Regions from separate parts of the Capsicum annuum genome. Here region 1 is linked to region 2. Evidence: chromatin contacts called from public Hi-C data. All regions are on one chromosome and are shown on one strand. Each heading gives the region's core, a stretch centred on a gene start, on an enhancer-like site or on the middle of the called end of the contact. The rest is flanking DNA. Distances are from core to core; before and after follow the strand shown. Region 1 holds the start of LOC107859583. Region 2 holds the start of LOC107859578 (protein DETOXIFICATION 40).

Region 1 (5,579 bases), core at 807-3,306, 180 kb before region 2:
AGAATTTATGGATGGCAAGTTTAATTAAGATAAAAAAAAAGTGAAGTTAAAAGTAAAATTAGGTGACATTGTTGTACTTGAATGCAACCGATTTAAATATTTAAGCTCAATTATTAAAGAAGATTGTACGACAGATGAAAATATAGAATAAAGTAGGATGGTCCCTCTGATTTGATTGAGTTAATTTAGCAATTATTAGTTCTAAATTATTAAGTTTGCCATAGTAGTTAGTACATAAGCTGCTGAAAATATCCAAAGCCTTTCTGTTTACATACATGCATTTATAGAAACTACAGTCAAGATCAACAAAACACACTTATCAATAGTAAGGGTAGTAAGTTTCCAGTCATCAAATTTTCTGGTTCTCTATCTTGTAATCATCATAAGAAACAATTGAGTTTGTTTCTTACAAATTTACAATTGGAATCAGATTAAGTTAATAACAAACAAAACAAGCAATATATATATCAGATTAAGTTAATAACAAACAAGCAATATATATATGGATAAATCAACCAACTATATACATCAACATGGCCAATAATTCAAAGGTACACAAACATGCCTATTTAGTCCAGTGCTTTATCAAGTTATTTCTCACATTAGTAAGTTGGAAGGCCTGCCATTTAGAATGGCTAGTTTGCTCTAGCCCGTAGACAGGATTGGGTTGGGCTGTACCTACCCATTTTTAGCTTCTTAATTAATTGGGAAAATTACAGCCCAATGTCTTTGGATCATCTAGTTTGCAAAATATGTCCCCGTTTGACCATAGATTTTCCAAATAGTTTTTTTGGGAAAAAACTTGGCAAATAGTGTTTGATCATAGAATTTGTCATTATTTGGCAAATAAATACTAGTATTTGGGCCAAATTTCTATTTTTGTGAACTCTTATTTAAGTGAACTATGTTTTTCAAATACTACAGTCAAGCACATTGTGAGATTTCACCCAAATCTTTATTCAAAAATTAACTTGCCAAAAATATTTGATCAGAATCTATAGCCAAATGCTAGCTTAGTATTTTTTTTTTTAACACATATTGTGTATATAGTAGGGAAGATAGTAGAGAATATACTTTATTCATATACATATACTATACATAAAATATACATATATATACACAACATATATAACTGAAGTGTATAATAGTGTATACTTCAGTCATGGTAGTAAACTAGATAGTCAAACGATACATCTACATAGTTTTCCTTCTTAATTTTTTCATTTCATGATATTAAAGTTAGACTTATTTTACATTTTTGATTCACACTATGTAAGAATTTCCATTTTATCCATATTTAATATATTTTATTCCAAGCGTTGGAGTGTCATAGTCTTACATTGGGTATGGATGAGGTATTCAGTCTTCATATATAGTTTTAGACCTTATTTTACTCATGAGCTAATTTTTGAAATTAAGTTGGACCAAAATTTTCATTTGTTATACACGAATGAATACCATACTCCTTCATGACACTTTCTATGCTTGTACACGTTAGGGTCAATTGGGGTACGATCACTCATATATAGTAGTAATTTTTTCATCAGATGAAATATTGATCAACCAAATAAATTAAACATGGACATAGTTAGATGGTCTCTAATTTAATTTGGATAGTTATATTATCATAAGTTGAATTTGACACGAATAGTTATATTTCTCCTCCCATGCAATGCAATTCCAGGTAATTAAGGAAAAACAGTAGTTAATTATATTATGGATAATCATTTTGTTTCCGACAAATTTACATGGCTGACACTAACGAAATCATAAACGTTTAGCTAGAGCCTAGAGGCATGATATATGATTAAAATGTAGTGAGGATAATTAGCACCAACAGGAATTTGTCCCCGCATAATCAGCAAAACTATTTTCAACTCAAAATTAGCCTCTTAGAAAATAAAAGTTTTCATATCAACTTCTTATATTTGAGTATCCAAAGTTCTTTATTAGACATTTTGAAAATTAAACGTGCACAAAAAGTTACGAGAAAAGGTTAAAGCATTATGGGGTTAGTGTATGAGGACAAAAAAATAACATCACACAATCAAAGGTAGAGTCAGTCATAGGAATTGTCAATGTTAGTATTAAATTTCAGTGGACCTACTATCCCAAAAGTCCGACAATCCCACCAGCCCTTTCCCCTGTTTCAAACTTTCTTAATTGCTTATAGAGTAATTCAAATATAGACACCTATTACCTTCTGTACACCCATGTGAGTTTACATGTTATTCCTTAAATCATATAAGTATGTAATGTTGTTCGAATTTCTAAGTGTGTATTTTGCATGTTCATTGCTACTATTTCTGCGACTGACCATAGAATGAGGACTCTGAGCTTCATATTAGTACAATCGTACAAACTGAAATTGTGTTGGATGTTTTCTTGTTGAATAATAGGAAGATCAGAGATGGGACTGCTAGTTCAATTGATTGTCAGTTGACTAATATGATCACAACCTGAATCACCGTCGGAAGAAAACAAGAACTCCGATGGCCGGAGGTCGGAGGAGGGTGAAGGGTGAAAGTGGATCAGCCTCAGCCAGTCATATTTTGGTGAGCAAGGTTCAGGGAAAATGCAATGATCCTTTGATGGAAATGGAATATTGCAGAGGATTTGAGCGTTTTAATGGTGGGGAAAAGATGGGTGTCTCTGCTCGAAAGCTCGCCGCTGGTCTGTGGCATTTGGCGGCGGAGTTCGCCTCCGATGATGGTGGTGGCGGCATGAAGCGGCTACAGTGTGGTTCGATTCACCCTGTAAGTTTTCACTAATTGATGATCAATGAACAAATCAAATAGTGATAATGGTTTATGTATTTTCTTGGCTCATTTCTGCAAAGGCAACTTGTTCACATGGTGCAATTTCACCACTGATTAGTTAATTATGAGTGTTGATCTGCTAATTAATGGGGTAGCTGGGGATTTCAATTATAGTTATCAGCTAAAGTAGGCGAAGTTAAAGTAGGACGCGAAGCTTTTCAGTTTTATTTTATGCCTCACTCCATTCCTGCTTTACGTCTGATCGTTTTTCTTCGTCTCTTTCCTCTATTTCATTCTACTAGATAACAGGAAGTCCCATTTTGATTAAAATCCAGAGTTTCTGACCATTTCCATGATTATTTTCGTTATTGCTAGCTCCCTTCTTGGATACCAATTCCTAAATCTGCGTCTGAGGGAGCTACAAAGTGGGATCCTGGCCGCTACAAAATGTCCAGTGAAATTGATCATCCCAATGGCCTCGTAAAGCTTTATAAAGATCAACATACTGCAACTACCTCACTTGCTCCTGCTTTACAAGTTGAACTAGTAAGAGCAAGAATTTGCATTGAAGAGCTAGAATCTGAAAGGAGGCGTCTTGGGAAGAAATTCAAACACTTTGTGAGGAATCTGAATGAAGAAAGAACCTCGTGGATGAGAAAAGAATGTCAGAAGATGCACGCTGTAGTTGATGGCTTAAAAGATGATTTGAGAAGAGAAAGAAGAAACTGTAAACAGTTGGATATTATTAATTCCAAATTACTGGTTGGTCTAGCTGATTCGAAGTTATCCTCCAGACAATATATGCATGATTATGAGAGAGAGAGAAAATCTAGAGAGTCGCTGGAGGATGTGTGCAGTGAGCTAGTCAAGGAGATTGAAGAAAATAGAGCTGAAATTGAAGCATTGAGGAGTGAAAGAGCCAGACTTGATGAGGAAGTGGAAGAAGAGAGAAAAATGCTTCAATTGGCTGAGGTTTGGCGCGAAGAACGGGTTCAAATGAAGCTGATTGATGCAAAGCTACTTTTAGAAGAAAAATATTGCCTGATGAGTGATCTTATATCAGAATTTCAGAGCTTTATGAGATCTAATAATGAAATTGTGGACATGACTGACTTAGTTGAAGTGCAAGTGGTCAAGCATGTTTTTGACTCGTTGAACATCCAAGAAATAAAGGAGTTCTCTTCTAGCTCCCCAATATCAAATGGCATATATACACCAAACGAGGGTTCTGTTATTTTTGAAGCTAAGAAATTGGAAACTAATGAATGTGTTGGTTATAACAATCCTTGCCATTCCTCTGCAATCTTAATTGCTGGTACTGAGAGTAGAAATGGTGCTATGAACACCAGCAGTGAATGTCTGAATGTCTTTCTTGATCACGACGAGAGTTGGAAAGATGCAAGTGGTAGGAAAACAGTGACCCAAGCTGAAGATCACTTTTCAAATTACACTGATGGTGAAACTGAGCATTCTGCCAATGGTATTGATCGAGGCAGATATCTTTTATGTGGCAAAGTGAATCATGAGCAGACCACTGGTCAATCGGGTCCTCTGGATTTTGAGACCAGTGAAATCTCCCCGGTATTGCCAAAGAAATCAAAGAAGAAAGGATCCTCTTTTCGCAAGCTTTGGAGATCATCACTCTCAAATGATGATTTGTGCAAGACAATATCACTTGATGACAGTGGAAAACTTTCAAATGGATCAATACCTAACGTGGATGTTATTTTGTCCGAGAATGTACCAGCTGAAAGAGCACTAGACTACCAAGATTTTGTGAGTCATTGCTGCTCAGGTGGTCCAAGAAATCCACATACCGCTCGAGCCATGAAAGGATGTATTGAATGGACACGTGGAATCCCGAAGCATGGCTTGAAGTCCAAGCTCTTGGAAGCAAGAATTGAAAGCCAAAAATTGCAATTGTGCAATGTGCTTAAACACTTCAATTAGGTGGGGAATGGCTTCAGTTTACTGCTTTAGGTAATTAATTGTACAAATTTCATGAACTAGTAGTTGAATTCACGTGGTAGAGAGCAGCTGTAACAGTTTTGGCTATTCATAACTGCTTCTTAAGAATTTCAATGATGTTCATCTTCTCAATGAACTTCCAGATATCATTAATCTCCCTTAAGTTCACATTAGATATGTTATTTTTGTCTTGTACATGCCATCTTCCATTACATAAAATGTGGCATTTTAATCCTGTCATCAATATAAAATCGAAGAGTTATTTCTATCTATGCATGATCTTAAACGTTAAACTCTTTCTTTCCTCAAGATCCTGTTTTCTTTCCCGGTATCTTTTTTCTACTTTTGAAGGTGAACCAGAAGTGTTTACCGGGAGCAGAGAGGACTATAAAGAACAGTCTGAACTGTTTCTCGCCCTTCCTTAGACTATAACATTGTATCGTTGCCTTTGATAATAGTTGAATGTTACTTCTTAAAGATGAGATGAGAAAAATAAGCCAGAAGGGCCCGGCAAGTTTCCAATTAAAAAAAAGGAGACAAGTGGGTCCCACAAACTTGTTCCTAAAAAAACTAAGTCCCTTGAACAACTGGGATAGTTGTGGGACAATTAGGTTAGTTGTCTGAACAACTTCTCTCAGTTGTCGAACAACTAGTTGTTCAACAACTAGGTGCAGTTGTAGGACAACTGTGCCGAGTTGTCCTATAACTTGCGCAGTTGTTGAACAACTTTGGTAGTTGTTGAACAACTTCGCAAAGTTGTCAAACAACTACCAAAGTTGTTCTACAACTGGGGCACGGAAAAACTTAAAAAATAAAACTCAAAAAAAAAATTTGTCCCTCCCACCTAATTTA
Region 2 (5,880 bases), core at 1,633-4,132:
AGCCACTTTTTTTCATTTATTTCGTCCATGGTCATTTAATTTTACTCCAACCATCACAAAAGTCACTATAACCGAATTTTACAATAATTTCATAAAAAAATTATGTGACAACCTTAATAAGTTCTTAATTTTAATTTAAGTGAATATATAATATATTACTCATATCCTGACCCCTTTATATATGCACAACCCAATTTTCCTTATGATTTGTTTAAAGAAAGAATACCAATTAAATTTCTTAATAGATGAGATTACCTAATGAAGACTATTTTCATAAAAAAAAAAAATTGGCTGATATTTTTATGAAATAAAATTATATTTATATATTCTTAAAATCCTCTAAAGTTGAGACATATATTGGTAAATTATTTTTTTCACTAATATATCATGACATGTAGTTGATAAAATTATTTTTCTCCTCTAAAATTGTGACATGTAGTTGATATTTTTTTCATACATTCTTTTTGTTGCCAATTGAGTCTTTGCATTCGGTATATCATAATAATATGATAAACTACTCTATTTACCGAGTTTGTCTTTTTATTTTTAATTGTTTGACTAATCGATTAGTTTTCTTAAAAAAATTTATTATAATATTCAATTTCTGATAAATTACATATTATTTAATTAATTTAATTGATAAATATAAAAATTAGATATCCTATAATTTCTTTATCTATTAAAGTACTTAATTTTATAACTTTTATTAACAAAACTGTACGTTAATATAATATTTTTTGTACAAATTTTGACAATACTTATTCAATGACACAATTAAAAAGATTTTATTTTAAAACTATCTTTAGCGTGTTGATTTATCTTCAAAATTATTTTTTAAAAAAATAAAAAATATCATACATGTATGTGTTTTGAAGAATTTATCTTGTTTATCACTCTTTTTCGATGCACCTTTTTGGCAGATGAATGTAATATTATGAAATATTTCATAAAAATATCAACTAAATTTTTTTATGTAAATAGTATTCATTAGATAATCTAATCTATTAAGAAAATGATAGTCTTTCATTAAATAATCCATAAGGAAATTTGGGTTGTCCACATATAAAAAAAGTTAAGATACGAGTAATATATTATATATTCACTTAAATTAAAATTAATAATTAATTAAGGTTGCCACATCATTTCTTCGATGGCATTATTGTAAAATCCAGTCATAGTAACTTTTGTGATGGTCGGAGTAAAGTTAAATGACCATGGATGAAATGAATGAAAGAAAAGTGACTTTTGCGTAATAGATACAAAGTTAAGTGATCATGGATGAAATTTACCTCTATTCATGGTTAAGATTTGACTAATAAATATTTTATATATTTGCTTCAAAAATATTTAGTAATTTCAAAATTACAACTACCAAATTATTTTATCCATAAATATATTTTTTAAAAATTCTCTCTTCCTACTTTTTTCTTCTAACCATGATTTAACTAGAAAAAAATTATCCTATGATTAAAAAAATATTTTATGGTAAATTTTTTTTTATAGATATACCCTTATCATTTTAAAAACTTTATTATTTTTGCCTTTTCCAAATTTCTTAGCTCTTATCATTTTTTCTCTTCATCCAAAAAAAAAAAAAAGACTAGCTATAAAAAAAATTGGCAAAGCCAAAATCATGACAACAGTAAAAAATTATCTCATAAATATAAATCTTTGAGTAGTAAATTATTATAATAACACAAGCATTATCGATATTATAATAAAAATAATCAATTAGCATAATTAAAAAGAAACTTGGTTATTAAAAATATTGAAGTGTCACCATTTATACTCATAGCTAATTTTAAAGAAAAAGTATCTAATGGTTAAAATGAAATAAAAAATTAACTTAAAGAAGTTGGAAGATAGTCCATGAGCATAAAAATAGAACACAGCGTAGAAAAAAAGGTAGAAATAGATAGAATTTTTTTTAAAAAAAATATATTTAGGGGTAAAATAATTATGTAACTATAACAATTGTTGAATTACTAAAATTTTGGAAGCAAATAGGTAAAATATTTGTTGTTCATATCATGGTCAGAATCTTAATTTAGTAATTAAATCTTAACCATTCATTTTAACTAATATCATGTGTCTCTCATTCAAGTAGAAACTTGAAGAAAATAGAGATAACAGAAATGCAGAGGAGTCGAATCCCACAAAGACCGTATGAGCGTGCAATTATACTTCGAATGCTTCATCATAGCATAAATCGATTCATTTTCCTTTTTTTTCTTATGCACATGTTTTATATCACCAACACTCAAATACCAAATGCCATGATTTGGCAACACTTCAAAAGCGCGGTCTTTATATTATTAAGAAGAGCAAAATTCAGAAATAGCATATTTATTCCCTTAATTATGAGTTTCATAGCAACAGTTTCATAATTACATAATATAACAAGTTGTATTTTGTATTTTTGCAAACTGTTGCTACAAAAATATAAATACATATTGATTTTTATTGTCCTTATGATCGATATGTATTTTGTATTTTTGCAAACTGTTGCTATAAAAATACAAATACATATGCTACAAAATGTAATTTGATAAAAATGTTGCTATTTTTTGTAATTTAATACTTAAATATGTTACTTTATGTATTTTTTCCTATAAAGAACACTTCAATAAAGCCCACCCCTTAAAACTAGAATGTAGTGTTGCACAAATATTTTGGTTGCACCTTTCAAGTGTTCCCTAAAACTAGAGCTGCCATAGGCCAAAGTTGTAGCGATGAATTAATTGTATATATAAGTATAAAATATTTATATTTAATTTCTTAAACTTTATATGCGGTCAAATACATTCAAATAAATGGAAACAATGAAGCATCATTTAGCGGAAAGGAAGTTATAAAAAAAAATAGATTGGGGTGGGGGAGAGGGGGGGGGGGGTTAATAATTTCATAAGATGGAATTAATTATCATTTCTTAGATCTTCCCTGTTAATAAGGTAGATCTGATCTCTGTGACGGATTTTCACATGAGTTACCATGCTCTATATATCAACAACTACTGTACAAATGTACGCAGTTATCTTTAAAGATTCCATCTAACAAATCCAACTATACTAATTGTTACCAAGTAATTCACAAAATGATATATATTAACCATTAATTTATCATCTATCATTTATATTATATGCCTAAAATATAGTTTCTGTTCGTTCTACATGCTCATTAGGATACTACATTCTATGGCTTGATCGAAAAAATAGTTGATTGATCGATAGATTGATTAAAAGGTGTTTCAGTGTATTGGTGCATTATACGTCCAAGAAAAGTAGTGTAATTTAGTATGGAAGAGATGTAATTCCATGCTTCATAAAATGATGACATACATTAACCTCTCAAATCTCACATGAAACGGCCTCAAGAAGACTTTTTCATCCAAGTAATTTTTATATGCCAATAAAGATCTTTTTTCTTCTCCATTCTACATGCTCGTTGAAATTACTAGATTCTATATGGCTTGTCAATAAAGAATTTATTGATAGATGTCTCATTATGTTAGCAGTTTCTGTGTCCAAGAATTTTTTCTCATTTTGTTAAAATGCTACAACGCGATTTTTGTACTAGCTAGATTCTTTAGTGTAACTTGTAGAAGATGACATAGTGGAAGATTAATGCATTTGTGTGATATAGCTTTCAGAAAAGGAGTAGTGCCATATTGCTGGTGACAAATTTACACGTACACAAGTACTGCACAAGATAAATATCTTTATATATTCCATCAAACAACTCCAACTATATACTGATTGTTACATACCATGTATTAATTCCACTCTTCACAAAATGACATACATTCTTTACCTCTCATTTTCTCAGATTAAATGTCAAGATGACAACTTCATCTATTATTTATATGCCTACAAGTTACTTTCATTACATTCTACTTTCACATTGGCATGGGAAAAATTATGGAGTCTGAAGCTGAGCAGCCCTTGTTGGCTGCCCATGGGGCGAGTTCTGAGCTCGAGGAGGTGCTCTCCAACTCCCAATTACCTTACTTTCAACGCCTTAGGTCCGCCTTTTGGATCGAATTCCAGTTGCTTTTTCGACTTGCAGCCCCTGCAGTGGCTGTCTACATGATCAATAATGCTATGTCCATGTCTACACGAATCTTTTCGGGTCAACTTGGAAACCTTCAGCTTGCTGCTGCCTCTCTTGGCAATCAAGGCATCCAATTATGTGCTTATGGCCTTATGGTATACCCTTATATCTCTAAGTTTCTTTCGCAAATCGTATGGCCTTATGGTATACCCTTATATCTCTAAGTTGCTTTCGCAAATCGCAATATGATGTAAGTTCCTTATATTTGTCCATTTGGTATTTATGGCTATGCAATTTTCAACTTAAACTATGATAGTAAAGGAAAAGAAAGTTGAGAACTTGTGTGTGCAAAAAAGGAAAAGCTAGCAGAGGAATTTTGATGACAAAACAACACTACATGTATAACTTTTCCAATTTTCTTCTTCTTTTTTTTCTTTTCATTTTTCCCTTGTTGTTGCAGCTAGGGATGGGCAGTGCAGTGGAAACTCTATGTGGACAAGCATATGGAGCTAATAGATATGAAATGTTAGGAGTCTACCTACAAAGATCAACAGTAGTACTTTCAATAACAGGCATACCACTAGCTGTGGTGTATTTGTTTTCCAAGAACATACTGCTCGCGCTTGGTGAATCAAAACCAGTTGCATCACAAGCAGCAGTATTTGTGTATGGCCTAATACCCCAGATATTTGCTTACGCGGTGAATTTCCCAATACAGAAGTTCTTGCAATCTCAGAGTATTGTAGCCCCTAGTGCCTTTATTTCCCTAGGGACTCTATTTGTACACTTACTGCTCAGTTGGATTGTTGTATACAAAATTGGACTGGGATTGATAGGGGCATCACTGGTATTGAGTCTTTCTTGGTGGATTATTGTTGGGGCTCAGTTTATATACATATTGACAAGTGAAAGGTGTAAGGCTACTTGGACAGGTTTTCGATGGGAGGCATTCAGTGGATTATGGGAATTCGTGAAGTTATCGGCGGCTTCAGCTGTTATGTTGTGTTTGGAGACATGGTATTTTCAAATTCTTGTGTTGCTTTCAGGGTTGCTCAAGAATCCTGAGCTTGCATTGGATTCTATCTCAGTATGGTGAGATTTTGTTACCCTTCTGTTTATTTGTATGCTACCAAAAACTACATTCTGTTCATGATCTCATAAAACTAGTTAGCTATATCTATATATATTATAGTGTCAATATCAAGAAATTTCTCTCTAAAAAAGGTTAAGTTGTTAATCAATTAGCTATGACTTGATATTCTTGGCCAACATTTTACACCCGTTGCCTTCTACTGGAACTATACATATATACAATTTTTTGATACGTGTATTTATACAGAGGTTTAATTTGATCCTTTATCGCGAGGGAGAAATGATTGCAATGGTACTCTACACGCATACACTCCTTTAAATTCTGGATCCACTTCTGTTGCCTTGAAAAGTTAAAAATGACTTGCCAATGAACTAAAGAAATCTTTTTACTTTTATATTTGTAGCATGGCAGTGAATGGGCTGATGTTCATGGTTGCAGTGGGGTTCAATGCTGCTGCTAGGTCAGTTTTTCTTTCTTGGTTACCCATTAACCATTCATGGTATATATATTCTATTTAAAATTATATACCATGACAGTTCAAAATAATTACTTGTGATTATGTGCAAGTTACCAAACCATTCTTGTTAAAGAATATTACCTATATTTACAAGTGATATGGTATAAGAAACATTTAAACAGTTAGTTTATAGAAGTTAAACTCGTTTTGATCAGTGTGAGAGTGAGCAATGAACTAGGAGCAGCACATCCAAAGTCAGCAGCATTCTCAGTGTTTGTGG

The links. Hi-C and Micro-C count contacts between places; a contact is called where the count stands out from the background.
Region 1: a Hi-C map of bud shows a contact between it and region 2, with 2.6 times the contacts expected there. The contact joins the promoter of LOC107859583 here to the promoter of LOC107859578 in region 2. A contact is called at or near these places in 2 of 5 Hi-C or Micro-C datasets (bud and leaf).

The regions. Positions count from the first base shown.
Region 1 is chr2:134,094,406-134,099,984 of UCD10Xv1.1, reverse strand. It overlaps LOC107859583, which reads left to right and starts at 2,056. Exons shown (of 4, transcript XR_007052406.1): 1 at 2,056-2,756; 2 at 3,135-4,709.
Region 2 is chr2:133,911,467-133,917,346 of UCD10Xv1.1, reverse strand. LOC107859578 (protein DETOXIFICATION 40) reads left to right here and starts at 2,882. Exons shown (of 8, transcript XM_047407054.1): 1 at 2,882-3,023; 2 at 3,826-4,205; 3 at 4,511-5,142; 4 at 5,547-5,603; 5 at 5,816-5,880. The coding sequence starts at 3,906.